Linked DNA regions of Mus musculus: all the other regions are linked to region 1. Evidence: chromatin contacts called from public Hi-C and promoter capture Hi-C data. All regions are on one chromosome and are shown on one strand. Each heading gives the region's core, a stretch centred on a gene start, on an enhancer-like site or on the middle of the called end of the contact. The rest is flanking DNA. Distances are from core to core; before and after follow the strand shown. Region 1 holds the start of Strap (serine/threonine kinase receptor associated protein). Region 2 holds the start of Golt1b (golgi transport 1B). Region 3 holds the start of Pyroxd1 (pyridine nucleotide-disulphide oxidoreductase domain 1).

What was found. Promoter capture Hi-C pulls out the DNA fragments that hold promoters and counts their contacts. Hi-C and Micro-C count contacts between places; a contact is called where the count stands out from the background.
Region 2: a contact with region 1 is called in a Hi-C map of B cells, with 8 read pairs. The contact joins the promoter of Golt1b here to the promoter of Strap in region 1. A contact is called at or near these places in 1 of 39 promoter capture datasets (pre-B cells) and 1 of 484 Hi-C or Micro-C datasets (B cells).
Region 3: a promoter capture Hi-C map of pre-B cells shows a contact between it and region 1. The contact joins the promoter of Pyroxd1 here to the promoter of Strap in region 1. A contact is called at or near these places in 1 of 39 promoter capture datasets (pre-B cells) and 1 of 484 Hi-C or Micro-C datasets (CD4 T cells).

Annotation. Positions count from the first base shown.
Region 1 is chr6:137,732,966-137,737,632 of GRCm38.p6, reverse strand. Strap (serine/threonine kinase receptor associated protein) reads right to left here and starts at 2,551. Exons shown (of 10, transcript NM_011499.3): 1 at 2,167-2,551; 2 at 1,168-1,303. The coding sequence starts at 2,278.
Region 2 is chr6:142,385,076-142,389,742 of GRCm38.p6, reverse strand. Golt1b (golgi transport 1B) reads right to left here and starts at 2,500. Exons shown (of 5, transcript NM_025872.4): 1 at 2,374-2,500. The coding sequence starts at 2,398. Recql (RecQ protein-like) reads left to right here and starts at 2,656. Exons shown (of 15, transcript NM_023042.3): 1 at 2,656-2,721.
Region 3 is chr6:142,343,311-142,347,977 of GRCm38.p6, reverse strand. Pyroxd1 (pyridine nucleotide-disulphide oxidoreductase domain 1) reads right to left here and starts at 2,281. Exons shown (of 12, transcript NM_183165.3): 1 at 2,171-2,281; 2 at 340-420. The coding sequence starts at 2,245.

The sequences.
Region 1 (4,667 bases), core at 1,302-3,801:
CAATAAGGCCATTTTCACTCTCTAGGCTCTGGTCTACTAGCATATACAGCAGCTCTTAACACTGCCTTTGGGCCATCAAGATGCTTTTGTAGGCACACAAGCTGACAACCTGAACCAGAGCCCTCAACCCATACCCCCAAAATTGTCTTGACTTCCTCCACACAAACCCACACACACACAAGAGTAAATTAAAGTTACCTGCATTGATTTAAAAGCACACACAGGTTAGTAACTATACATCAAAAAGTATATAAAATATGACACATGCCTCAATGATTAAAGAGAATCATGTCAGTTTGATAATAGATGCAAAACCCAAAGTAAAAACAGGGAAAGTGTATTATGGCAATGGTTTAGTCCATCTCAGACTGTATCAAAAGACAAAGTGAACTGAGATGAGACGATGTATCCATTACTACAGTGACTGAAGACTCTGTATGTGTGTGTGTGTGTGTGTGTGTGTGTGTGTGTGTGTGTGTGTGTTCCAAAACTCAAGCCTGGCCAGTGTGATCCAGACCACCCTCCTGCCTGCTAAAGACAGTCTCTTGGCTGCCTTCTGATCATTTTGGCTCTTCCAGCACCAATTCTGCCTGCATGCTGCCATGCTTCCCACTATGATGATAATGACCTGAACTCTGAAACTGGAAGCCAGCCCCAGCTAAATCTCTAAGAGTTACCTTTACCTTGGTCATGTTGTACCTTCACAATAATAAAACCCAACTAAGAAAATGAGGATCTAATGAAAATTAAGAATCTTTCAGACAGCCATCTTTAAAACCATAGAAAACAGAAAGTAAATTTGAGGTCCGGTTTTAGATTATCTAGAGCCAGTAATAAAGCTGAGTGAAAAGGTGCCTGGAGACATCACTGTATAGCACTCACTAAGTGTTCAAGACTATCTGTGAAGGACATCAGCAGCACCCATTGTCCAAGCTGTATAGCTCACCACGTTCCTGGTCTCGATGAGAGAGACATCAGTCCTTGAAACATCTCAAGTCACAAGGATGCTCAGAGAGCCAGGACAGAATCGTGGTGAGATCAAACACCATGTACTGTCTATAGCATCCTCGGAGTCAGAACCTCATGTCTAACTGTGAAGTTGGAGAATCTGGCCATGTCACCACAAAATTCAAACAGAATGAAGTTAGCCATTTTTGTTACACTTACGCTGTGAAGTCTGCAGCTGCTGTCGCAGCTTTGGTGGCATCCTTATTCAATGTTGCACCCCAAACAGCACCTTTATGACCCAAAAATGTTCCAATCCAGTCTCCTGTATCTCCCTGGCGGAGCATGGGCTTGCCATCTAGAAAATATTTTCAGACATCTGTGATTTAGAAGCATGCAACGTAATACCAAATCCTGAGCAGCAAACTACTGGAAAACCGTTGTTCTGACTGCTCCCCCCTACTCCCATTAAGCCGTGGGGGCGTGGGGGAGGGTGTCCCCATCCTGGTCTGTGCATATGGTCTCAGTGACCTAGGGACTAAGGAGTTGTAGCCACTCTTCCTGGGAAGCATAAGCAATTTTGGGACCGAATGAGAGGCCTCCCTCATCACCTTTGCAAACTCGGATTACAAAGCAACTATAAAGACCTGGGAAACGCTCTTCCACAAGACCTGATTCCGATTCCCAGCGCCCACACGGAGGCTGACAACAGCCTCTAACTCCGGCTCTGGACAATCTGATGCCTTCCTCTTGGGGCACCCCTTCACACAGGTACAAGCATGCATAGAGACAACACAGGCACACATAAATAAAAACTTCTGAAAAACCGTGGGCTGGATGCCAGTGACATGCGGTGTCAAAACGATCTAGATAGCCGCTTTTTACTTTGGACCACATAAACCTAACGTACACTTTCGTCGGGGAAAAAAAAAAATGAGGCTCACACCACAAAGGATGAAACAATGAGTGAGAGGACATAAAGGGCACTCCTCTCGGCCTGGCCTAATTTCTTCTTCCCGTAAATCCTTGGCAAACACAATGTAGTTGTGTGGGTAGAAAGGCGAGGTGTTGGGGAGCACTAACAACGGTGGGGAGGAGGGACGCATAAAGCCCGGCCAGGGGCGACCCTCTAGTCCCAGCAGCGCGATGGCTGTCGCTGGCAGCCACGACCCACCCACCCGTCGGCACTCGGGAGCCGCGGCCGTCGCGGGCTCAGCTCACCTTTGCAAGCGCTGATCAGAAAGTAGCCGTAAGGCGTGATGCCGCTGAAGGCCAAATCCACCACGGGCCGCGTGTGGCCCGAGCAAGTGAGCGGCGTCTGCCTCATGGCCATGGCGGCGGCGAGCGCGGTGACGCGGAGCGGGGACCGAGGGTCGCGGTCGTCCTCCTTCTCTGCCGCGGCGCCTCAGGCTGCTTGAGGCCCCCGCACTCACGCCGAAGGAGGCCGGCTCCAGAGTCCCCGCGACTCGCGGCCGCCAAGGGAGGGACAGGGAGGGAGGGAGGAGGGGAGGGGAGCGCCGGAGAGCCGGCCTGCCGCCACTCACGGTCCCTACCGGTAGCGGCAGGACGTGACGTCGCCCGACGCGTCGCGTCAGCCGGAAGTGACGACTGGCGGGAAGGCGGTAGTTCCCAGCAGCAGCGCGAGAAGCAGTGTGCGCAGGCGCGAGCTCGGAGACCGAACCCATGCTGCTCTGACGACGTCAAGCGCGCGGCGTCCCGTTGCTACCCAGTGTTGGGAGCCGCCGAGTCCGTCCCTTGTAGGATGCTGTTGTAGAGTTGTAACCTTCTCATTGCTAAGCTACAGACACACTTTTCCATAATCATCTCACATCTAACTGCCTACCCAGTAGCAACCATTCTGTCGCTCTCCTTCCCACCCCCCTCCCGGCATACACCGTCACAACTCACAAACAGTAATGACTTCCCTAATAGAGTGGTTATGCTAACAACATTTATATCCTGGTGACAGATAAGTGACTGGCGTTTAGTGGATGGCCAGCAAATGCTTATTTGCAAGTGGGAAATATTCACTTAGTGCTCAGCAAGGATCCGTGACAACCTAACTGATAAGGGCTCTTTCAGTGGCTCTAGCAACTATCACTGCGGCTGGGGAGGGAGAGACCCCAGTCTACTGGGCTAAAGTTCTTGCCATGTAAGCATGAAGTGTGATACCCAGTACCGACAAAAAAAAAAAAAAAGCTATACATGGTGTGATACATGCTTGGAATGCAGCACTGAAAAGATACCAATCCCTGCCAGCCAGCATAGCAATCAGTGAGTTCCAAGTATGAGTGAAAAACATCTCAAAAACAAAAGAGTGTAGATGCATCTGGACCAGTGAGCCATTCTTCACTGAGAGGCTCCTGAGAGGAGGGACCGAACGGATCAGAAATAAAGAAGACAGGAAAGTTGGGGTCAGGAGGTTTTCCCTAAAACTATGTCTTATGCTAAGCTAATTTATTAAGATGTACAGCATCTTATATACTGTTTGTATGGGGAAAATGGAACAGAAAAACCTATCATACAGTGGGACGAAGTCATCAGAAAGCTAACCAAGCAGTGTTGCACAAAAGGAACACAGAATACTTCATGTGTGCCACAGACCAAGCACACACTGGCCTGGGACTGACTACTCCAGTCTCTTTAGGAGGAAAAGTCACGTTCTCACAGACTGAAATCTTAACTCTGGGGGGCCTGGTTCCAGACTTTGCTATGTCTGACCCTGGTCAAAGGCATAGAGTTGGTATCCCCTTTCCCCTTTCTGAAAGCCTCTTGTATCAGCCTGGAACCTAACAGTGAATGGCTCCTGGGGCTCCTAAGACTGACTTCTGCCTACCACACATGCACACACTACTTTTAAAGTGCATATCAAGCATATGTTGGCATTATAATAGACACTGTAGAAGTGACACAAATCCTCTCTACATGAAGAGATCTATGGGTGGCAAAAATGCTCTGTAGATCACTGTGAAAGAAATTCCACAAATAGGCTATCTGAAAATAAATGAAGGTGGATGCCTACTTCATGATAGATAAACTATTCACACACCATGATTATTAATTTGGGATCTTATTATGCTCATTGTTAATCATACCTTTGGGATTTGGTCATCTGTTAGGGCTTCTTTAAAGCCCTATTTTATTCTGCTTTTATTTTTTTTTCTTGATATATAGTCATTGTTCACGGTTACGGAATAGAGTAGTATTTTGATGATTGCAGATCAAATCAAGGTGCTAAGCATAGCCATTACCTCTAAGGCTGTGACTCTAGTGTCTCCTGGGGGGTTTGTTGTAACGGAAGGTTCTGTCTGCAGGTGAGAGTACAGGGAAGCAGGAGAAATGAAAAGGCCTAATAAGTCTTTGAAATAGAGCAGGGAAATGTAAGCTCTCTCTCTCTCTCTCTCTCTCTCTCTCTCTCTCTCTCACACACACACACACACACACACACACACACACACATCTTATATGGCAGTATAAGCTCCTCCACACGTTTTTACTGTGATTGCTAAAGTTAAAAAAAAAAGATGAAGCCTGTGTGTGCATGCTCACAGCATGGCACGGTACTTCCTACTCGTGGATAGCAGAAATGCCTCTTTGTGACCTGTGACATTGAGCTTATGTCAAACCACAGGAATATCTTCCCCAGGCCCTGGTCATATGAGGCTACCTCATCCAAATAGTGATTATGCCACCATAGGCATCCCAGGCTACCCACACTCAAA
Region 2 (4,667 bases), core at 1,251-3,750, 4.7 Mb before region 1:
AACATAATCTATCTTTATATTTTTCTGCCCATAAAAAAAAAAAAGCTTGATAAAAGCAATCTGAGATATTAGCTAACATAAAGAAAAGACATACTGAAGAAATTTTATAAAGACCAGTTTAGCCCATTGTCAATCACAGCTGACATTTAGTGATGGGGACACCTTCACAGAGCAAGAGCAGCCCCGCCTTCCTCATCACACCCTTTAGGAAACAGAAGAGTCCAACTAAGTAAAACAAATACCACAGCAGCATTTTGCTTAATGTGACAATCCAGATGTAAGCTGGAAGCTGCCCCCATTTCATCTCCTTGAGTAAGTCTTGGCATTTCTTTGGGCTTTGCTGGTATGGGGGAGGGCATACTACAGAATCTTCAGCACATCATGAACTGGCATCTACCCGACTGCTCAGAGCTTGATCAACCTCCTCACAACATCTGAAAGCCATGACTCATGCTGGCACCTTTCTGGGCTGCTAGTGGTTCAACCTCGAAGTCAACACAGACACAGATCTAATCTGAATTTGACCAGCTCTGGTTCCCTAACCACTGGCTATAACTCACCATCTCACCTCAGAAATCAACAAGTGAACATCACAGAATTTCACCATCCCAAGAAATGTGGTAAAACAAGGGGAGAACAGCTTCTTCTGCCCAGAATTCAATCCCTCACTGTGTTACTTTTGTTGGAGAGTGACATTCTCTGCCCTGTGCACAGGGTAATTTATACACCACAGACTTGTACCATCCCAAGATGTGAATGTTGACATCAAGTCTCCTCAGAAGCTAGCTAGTACTACAGTAACAAGAGCAAAGGCTTGTGAACCAGAAATCCCAGGACCATGGCTGTTTCTGCCTTTGTGTGTAACTCAATGTCTTACACGTCCCAATTCATAAATGGTCCATGCCTTCCCATGCTTGTGTAAGAATTAAACGTGTAAGTAAGAAAAGCTGCTCTTCTGGATCCAAGTTGGTTTCCAGCACCCACACCAGGCAGCTAAAAACCGTCTGTAACTATAGCTCCAGGAGGATCCTGTGACTCTGGTCCCCACATGCATGTTAAAAAAACTCATTTAAACAAGCAATTAAGATCACTCTTGTCTATATAACTACATGTTGCACTAAACTGAAACAGGTTCACAAGACTTAGTGACAGTAGGGAAAAAAGGGACACTTTTATTTCTGACTAGAACCAAAGGAGCCTGACTGGACCAATAGACAACACCCCTGGGCTAGAGAAGGTAGCTGTGCAGTCCACAGTAAGACAGAGGGGACTGCCAGGGTGTGGAGGGACTCATAAAGCACCTGTGACACTCCAGTGTGCCACAACTTGAATCTAAATCTTCAAACTCCACTTGAGAATAACTTCAAGGAAGGTTTTTGTTTCACTTCAGTGGGATGTTAGAATCTTGAAAAGCTAAGGTGAATATAGTTTGAAGAAACAAAGTTCATGGTAATGAGCAAAAGTGAGGCAAAAAGAGGTCATACCCATAAAGATATCTTTAAAAAGTAACCAGCTTGGGTAGAATTTATAAATAGAAAAATAATTAAGATTGATAAGAAAACATAGAAAAATGAAGTCACAGAGAAAACGATGGAGATAGGGATAACGCTCTGCTAGTCTGCAGAAACATTTGGCTGAGATGCTCTAATCTCTGGGGCTACAAAAAAAAAAAAAAAGGCAAGACTGAAGACTGCAAAGCTGGTCAGAATGATGAGATAGGCAGAAACAGGATGCTAAAATAGAACACGCCACGAAGTACAGAATACAACACTAATAAAGAAATCCTTTCCCAGTACAGACAGGCAGAGTCCTTCATGCTTGTAATCTCATAACTTTAGAGACCGGGGCAGGATTACAAGTGGGAAGGCTAGCACTGACACAATGAGCGCAAGGCCAGCCTCGTTAACCTACAGTGTGATCCTGGCTCCTAACCCAGAAATCTAAACCATCGAAGTCAATGCTCAGAGCACAAAGTGACTTTTTAACATTAGTAAACTTGGTTGAAACTTAAACGAGCGGAAAACCGAAGTCCTTGTTAAGGGAATTTTGGGTAGGTAGGTAACAGTGGAGTCTGATCACGGCTCTCTACGCCCCCAGCCCACCCCAGCCTTGCAGGCGCTCCGCGCGGGCGGACAGTCCCATTCCCGCCACCCCGGAAACTTGGTCCGACGGCTGTTCCGTGGGACAGAGCACGGGTGCCACCGGGGCGAAGGCGGCGGCGGCACTTGGGCCGAGGCAGGTCGGCGGTCCTCCCGTCACGGCCCCCTCCCTCCCGCGGGCCGCCGCCCCACGCGCGCTCGCTCCATTCATTGCGGGGCGGAGCAGAGGCTGAGGCGGGAGCACCGGCCAACGCTGGGGCCCGGCAGCGCTTACTCTGCGTATCCGTGAGGGAGATCATGGTGGCGGCGGCGAGGACCGCGGTGCTTCGGGGCCCACGCTGCGAAGCCTGGTCCGGAGAAGAGCCTCGGCGACGCCGCCCGGGCCCGAGCCGCCACGTCTTCCGGAAACACGCAGCCGCCGCCGCCGGGCCGCAAGGCCGCGCTCCATTGGCTGCAGCGAGACCAATAGCACGCGCTCTTGTTCGGATGTGCACCCGGACGCCGCACCACGCAGCCAATCAGAGAAGGCAATGGCTTGTGATTGGTGGAGGGGGCTGATCCGGAAGGGTGGGCGCTGCATGCCGGGCGGCGGGAAGGTTTTTACGCGCGGAGCGGCTGACAGGTTCGTGGTGGTGCCGGTTCCGGCGCGTGGGTCCGCGGCTGTCTGCTGGGCGGATAGGAGCTGGGCGTCGTCTCTGCCATCGCTTTCAGGAGCCCTGGTCGCCGCAGCTTGCGCTTCTGCCTCGTCTGTGGAGCCGGCGGGGTGGAGGGATGCGCTCAGGGTTAGCGTGCGTTTTCCTTCCGCACTGATGACAGTGGACCTGGTTCACGTTTTTTGACTGACAGACCTCTTTGTAACTTAGTTCTTGGATATATTTCGTGCTACGCTATGTTTTGCTGTGAAGTTGCCTAATTTAGGCAAGGGGTAGGTTATTGGCAGCAAAGTCCAAAAATATATATATATTTGAAGTAGTGGCAGGAAATGAACTTAGACCGAATCTCTCCTAAGCGAAGAGAAAGCGCCTGTTTTTAGGTTCCGGAAAAGGCATTTTTTTTTTTCTAGGCTGTTTACAAAAGTGAAGAGATTCAGGCTCTGCCATGATACAGGACCTTAGAGTCCATGGGCAGAATAGTATCAGTCTAGGAAGTGATAAGGAGATGTTCTCATACGTGAGGAAGGAGGAGTCTTGATTTAAACCCATCCTTAAATGTCCGTTAGTTTTGTCCTTACTCTTTAATCAGGGCTTATCTGTCTTAACAGCCATGCACAGGAAGGGTACAAATTCGATAAAGGAAACAGTTCAAGTGAGAATAGGCGGGTGCAGAATCTGTCTTTGGAGAGCACTCTTAGGTTTAGCAAATATAAAATTAAGCAATATATAACACACTTTCAAACGTTTGTTTTTTGCTTTTATGTAATGGTGACAGATTGTCATTGATTGAGCAAAAAAGTTGTTCACAACAGTTCATGAACACAATGAGGTCCTTGGCCCCTAACACAGAAAACTAAAACACCACCCCAAAAAAAAGCCTGTGTTCTGAGTACGAATGACTTTAAAATTAGCAAACTGTTGAAACTTAAATAGGCAGAAAACCTAAGTTCTTCCAAGGGAATTTTGGGCAGGTTACACGTCTACCCAAATAATTACTAAAAATACAAAATTAAGCAAAATATAACATGCTTTCTAATTTTGTTTTTATGTAATGGTAACAGATTGTCATTGAGCAAACATAACAGTTTGGGGAGTTAAATGTTCAGGCCAAGTTTTAATCTTTAAATTTTAATATAAGTCATGTTTCCTTCCACTTGTAACTGTCCCAGATTCTTTTAAGCCAAAAGAGTACTAGTGTGTACCTCACCCCCCCTCTGCAAGTGAGCAAATTTTATAGAGAAATGGAGTAAGCTCCCGCAGAAGAGAGGAGGCTCTGGAAATTATTTACTTAGAATATTAATTTCTTTTAAGTAGGCATTTAACTGTAACTCTCTAAAGCAACTGTGCAGTATACTGCCAAGTAGTTTATTTATTTGTTTATCCATTCATTTATTTACTTTTGAAAAAAATCTATCCTTATTTGTAAGGTGAGTCCTGCCAGGCATGGCTGTGCATGCTTTTAGTTTCAGTACCTGGGAGGCAGCCACCCCAGTTTTTAAGTCAGAGAGAAAGCCACAGAGGAACAGTATGTCATATTGCTAAGGTACACATGGGCCTAGTGGCAGAACTATTTAATATTCGGCCTTTTGGCTTTATCACTTTAAAACAGTAGGATATTTGGTAAGTATTGTTGACATTCTATTTGGCACCAACATCTGTAAGATTTTTTAAAAACTATATTGCTTTGTAACTTTTTTGTATATAATAGTGACAGATTGACTGAGCATTATTGATAGTACTGGTTTTGTTTAGTTTCTGTTTTGTGGTGCTAGAGATTAAACTCATGACCCTGTATAGATGAACATGCTAAAGCCAAAAGGCAAAGCAAGCAGAGCTAAGACTTAAGATAGTGGAGAAAGGTAGCCGGGTGTGGTGTGGTTTAATCCCAGCACTTGGGAGGCAGAGGCAGGCGGAT
Region 3 (4,667 bases), core at 1,032-3,531, 4.6 Mb before region 1:
AACCTTGGCTGCTCTTCAAACACTGCATGGGAATCTGACTGTATGGCTTTTGCAACATGCCTATTTTCAGGAGCTTTTTACATTGTTTTTTTTTTTTTTTTGAGTTACCAAGGAACCTAGAGGCCTATATGAATACACACAATGAGATTTGTCTTATTAAGAGATAAAAGTTAAAATCTCAGAATTTTCTAGTTCAGTTAAAAGTAACTATCTAATATACATTGAACAATTGAACATGTAGACTTTTAATGGAAAAAAAGCTTCAGACTTCTCAAGACAGAACAAATTCAACACACAGTTCAAAGGGAACTGTGTCACATCTTCCGCCGAGCCTCTCACCTGTCTGAAGTTTGTAACGGCTTTGATAACAGGAGAGGCTGTGACTAGGAGAATGTCTTCCTCTGGGAAACTGACAGCCAGCTGAGTTTTAAGGAGAAAGGACAGGAGAGAGAACATCAGGCATTACTGAGTAAATGATGCTGTCATGGTGCTATGGCACTGTAAGTAATAAACCGTCAGTGTCTCACATGTAAAATCGTGTTATTCTGAGTGTTAGCCACAGTGCCACAGCACTGGTGATGGTAAACCCTTACAGTGATAAGATGAACAGTACAGTCACGATAAAGGAGAACAAAGACCTAAAACCACTACAGCAGTATCTTTGGCCGACTTATTCCATATACCAGTTTAAAGCTATACAGCCAATTACAGACTGCTTACTTACTTCCATTCATTTTAAAGTAGTGTTTTTACTTGCCTTCGCTGAGGATAAAATTAAAGCAAGGCTGCGATATGAGACAGAATCTCAGCATCACTCTTCCCATGGCCCTCACACTCCCTCTCTGACTAGTACATACTCAGGGAAGACAGAGCCATTTGAACCTTAGCTTAACAAAACACAAAGACTTAACATGCAGCAGTTTCACGATTTCTACCTTTTCCCTACACTCCGGAGGGGGGTGGTCGTTTGCTCATCTTGGATTCTGTTCCACTGCCTGTCCCATGTCCCTGCTCATGTCCCACGAAGCTCAGCACCCTCAACCCCACGCCCTCAGGCCATACAACAGTCCTGTGACTCAACCTATTTGAATGTCCTATATCTGACCACTCTCTGCCTTTGTTTCCTCTTCATATTCTGTAATCTATCTTGTACATTTCTTGTTGGATCAAGTTCTCAAAACTTAATACTCCTGAGAACTATCTACAGGTTAGCTTCCTGCTTCACACAGCTGTCGACCATTTGCCCTTAACACACACACTGTAGCTAATCAAATTTACAAAGCTTTCACCCCTAACTCGAAACCATCTATTTGCAGACTTTCATTAAACACAGCAAGTCGTATCAACCTATGTGGTCTGAACTCTGGCAGTCTTCCTTGCTTCTGTCTCTTATCAGCTTCTCTGCTTGCAATTTAAGTCATGCTTTCTTCCCATGAAGGCTACACTGTGGAGTATGTTTTTCTTCTCTATTTGGTAATCTTTACACATTAAGAGAAGTTAATTACCCCTTACCTTAATTCACTCCTACCAGTAACTCCTAAGATTAAGGTAACACAGTGATGACGTGACTTGGAATATGAACTCTTTGATGGATAAACAGGAGCTGCACCACCCAAGTTTAACAACTCAAAAAACACTTCCTGCTACTATTTCTGGTGACTTCAGCGGTTGGTGATCGCAACAAAATAGTTCTTTTCTGTAATACGCACATGTAAACACATCTGATTCATTTGTTTATCATGATTAGAATTTCCTCATCTGTAGTCCTTTGCCCCAAACTTCTGCTAGACATGAAATTTTATCTTTGGAGTTCAAGGTAACGTTGAAATTATTTATTAACGTCGTGGCACTTATCAAGAAACTAAATTTCATGTGTGAAGGAAATCTGAAAAGTGGGAGAATTTTCTGTCCAAACGCCAAGGTCTCCTGCCCACTGGCACACTATTCCACCCGGAGTCTGGTTCGATTTTGGATTCCTAGCTAATTAGGCACTGTCTACTCCTGGCCCCAAACGCTACAACGGGGCTCTGCGCAGCCTCCCCACCAGCGGCGCCGCCGAGTGGGCGTGGGGAAAAGCCGGAAGAGCGACCCGCGAAGCGGTGCCGCCCGCCGCAATCTCCCGTAACCACGACAACAGGGTCCAGAAGGGGCGGAGCACGCGCCCACGAACCTGCTCGGCACACGTGACGCCAGCGATGCCACCTCCTACCACCACGAATGTCCCTGCCGGTCGCGGGGCCTCCATAGTTCCCCGGGGGCTGGCGGCAGACTGAACACTGGTGAAAGTTCCAGCTATTTTCTACCCGGAAGAGACGCTGCCCACAAATCACTTCCGGCGCTCGGGCCATTGACATTGGACTACGGGTGCCCGGAAGCTCACACTTAGTCCGTATGAGTATTTCCCACGTGTTTTGCGTTTGAAAATCTGGAGGCAGACTTTCCGGCTGTTACCACGCCCACATCTTGAACTCTGGTTGCCCCTGCCTTAGGGGACTTTCATGCGAGCCTCTTCTTATTCTGTAGGGGAAGAACTCGAATCCTCTGGAATAGTCTCGATTGCTGCCCTTCACATAGCAATGGGATATTGTGAAAACTCATTCTTTTTGTTTTTGTTTTTGTTTTTTGCGAGACAGGGTTTCTCTGTATAGCCCTGGCTGTCCTGGAACTCACTTTGTAGACCAGGCTGGCCTCGAACTCAGAAATCCGCCTGCCTCTGCCTCCCGAGTCCTGGGATTAAAGGCGTGCGCCACCATGCCCGGCCTTTGAAAACTCATTCTTTATGACATCTTTATGACAATCAAATACTGTTGAATAGTTGAAGAAGTTAGCCTCTAACTTCCAATTCTGAGCTCAGTAAAAATGTACAGGTGCAAAAACATAGCATTTCTTAACAGTTATAGTTTCCTAGTGTTCATTTGCCTGAGGAATGGCGTTCAGAAATGGCTGAGTTGTTTTCACCTCTTTCCTCTGCAGTATCCTCTCTTACCTTGCTGTTAATCTTTGTGCCCTTGTGGATTGTCTCGCTTGGCGGTTTGATTTTAATATTAAGGCCTTTTTTAATCGTCTCTGTCTAACACTGGTATTTATTGATGCCTCTTTAATTCTTTAAACTCTGAGGATGGCCAATCTGGGTAACAGGGACTCTATATCTCATTATAGATATACACTGCTTCATCGTTTTACAGGAGACCATTTGCTCCTCAGCTTTGAATGACACCGCTGCTTTCTTTCTTTTCTTAGCACACACAACGTCAGCTTTTTGCAACTCCTTTCCCTCAATAAGCTGCCGCTCCTCATCAATAACTTTAATAACTGTAAAATGGAGAAAGGAGTTGCCTCTATGTAGCCCAAAAACATCTTATGAGTTTAAACCTACCCTGCTTTACTTCATCCCAACTACACCAAAGTCGTAAGCTCCTTGACACGACCCCAGCTACTATTTCTGGTGACTTCAGTGGTTGGTGATCTCAGTAAAATAGTTCTATTTGTAATACCCACATGTAAACACACCTGATTCATTTGTTTATCATAGTTAGAACTTCTGTTGGACATGTTACTCATCAACATAAATAGAAATATTAACTAATATTCAAACTGTATCCATTCACCATTTGCTGTTTTACTTTAGAACATAAAAAAAAAACAATAACAAAACAGTGAAGGGATGGTCAAGAATAAAAAGAATAAGTAGGCCTTTTGGACTTTAAAGCGAAACAGCAAAAAAGTATTTTAAATATATGACATATTTAAATGACACATATATATCATCTATCTATCACCTACCTAGTATCTTAAATATATATATATATATATATATATATATATATATTTATATATATATATGATCTTCATAGGCACCGCACACACATGACACACAGGCATGCATTCAGGCAAAACACTCATATGCAAAATATAAAAACAGTCTTTGTAAAAATAAAAGCATACTTGTAGCTGGGCAGTGGTGGCACACGCCTTTAATCCTAGCACTTGGGATAAAGAGGCAGGCAGATTTCTGAGTTCAAGGCCAGGCTGGTCTACAGACAGGTCTTCCAGGACAGCCAGGGCTACACAGAGAAATCGTTTCGAAAAACCAAAAAAAAAAGTATATTGGTATGCTGCTAAAGAAAATCCCTCAATTTGTATTATCTTATGTGTATGGATGTTTTGCATATATATAAAATTATTAATATCATGTGCATGCAGTACCAGCAGAGGCCAGAAGAGGGCATTTGCTTGCCTGAAATTGGAGATGATTCTGAGCTGCCATGTGGGTTCTGGATGCTCTGGAAGAACAGCTAGTGTTCCAAACCTACTGAGCTATCTCTCCAGATCTTTGTTAGTTTTCTTAAGAAGTACACATGCTCAGTTGTTTAATACATACCCCTAAAAATGAATAAATATTAAAAAATAAAAGTATTTTAGTTAGAAAAATATGTGTTGAGAGGAATAAATGAGAACAAAACATATAATAACATGTAATAATATACCATTTTTTGTATTATTTTTATGCTAACCAAAAATTAATAAAATCTATAAATCTATAAAAAACAAAATAGAAAGTATGATATAGGCGACCAATATTGGGTTGGTAAATTTTAACATAAAAATGCATCCAAGAATATAGATGTATATGTGTGCATAGGCTGTCTCTGATTCCATTGCCTTGC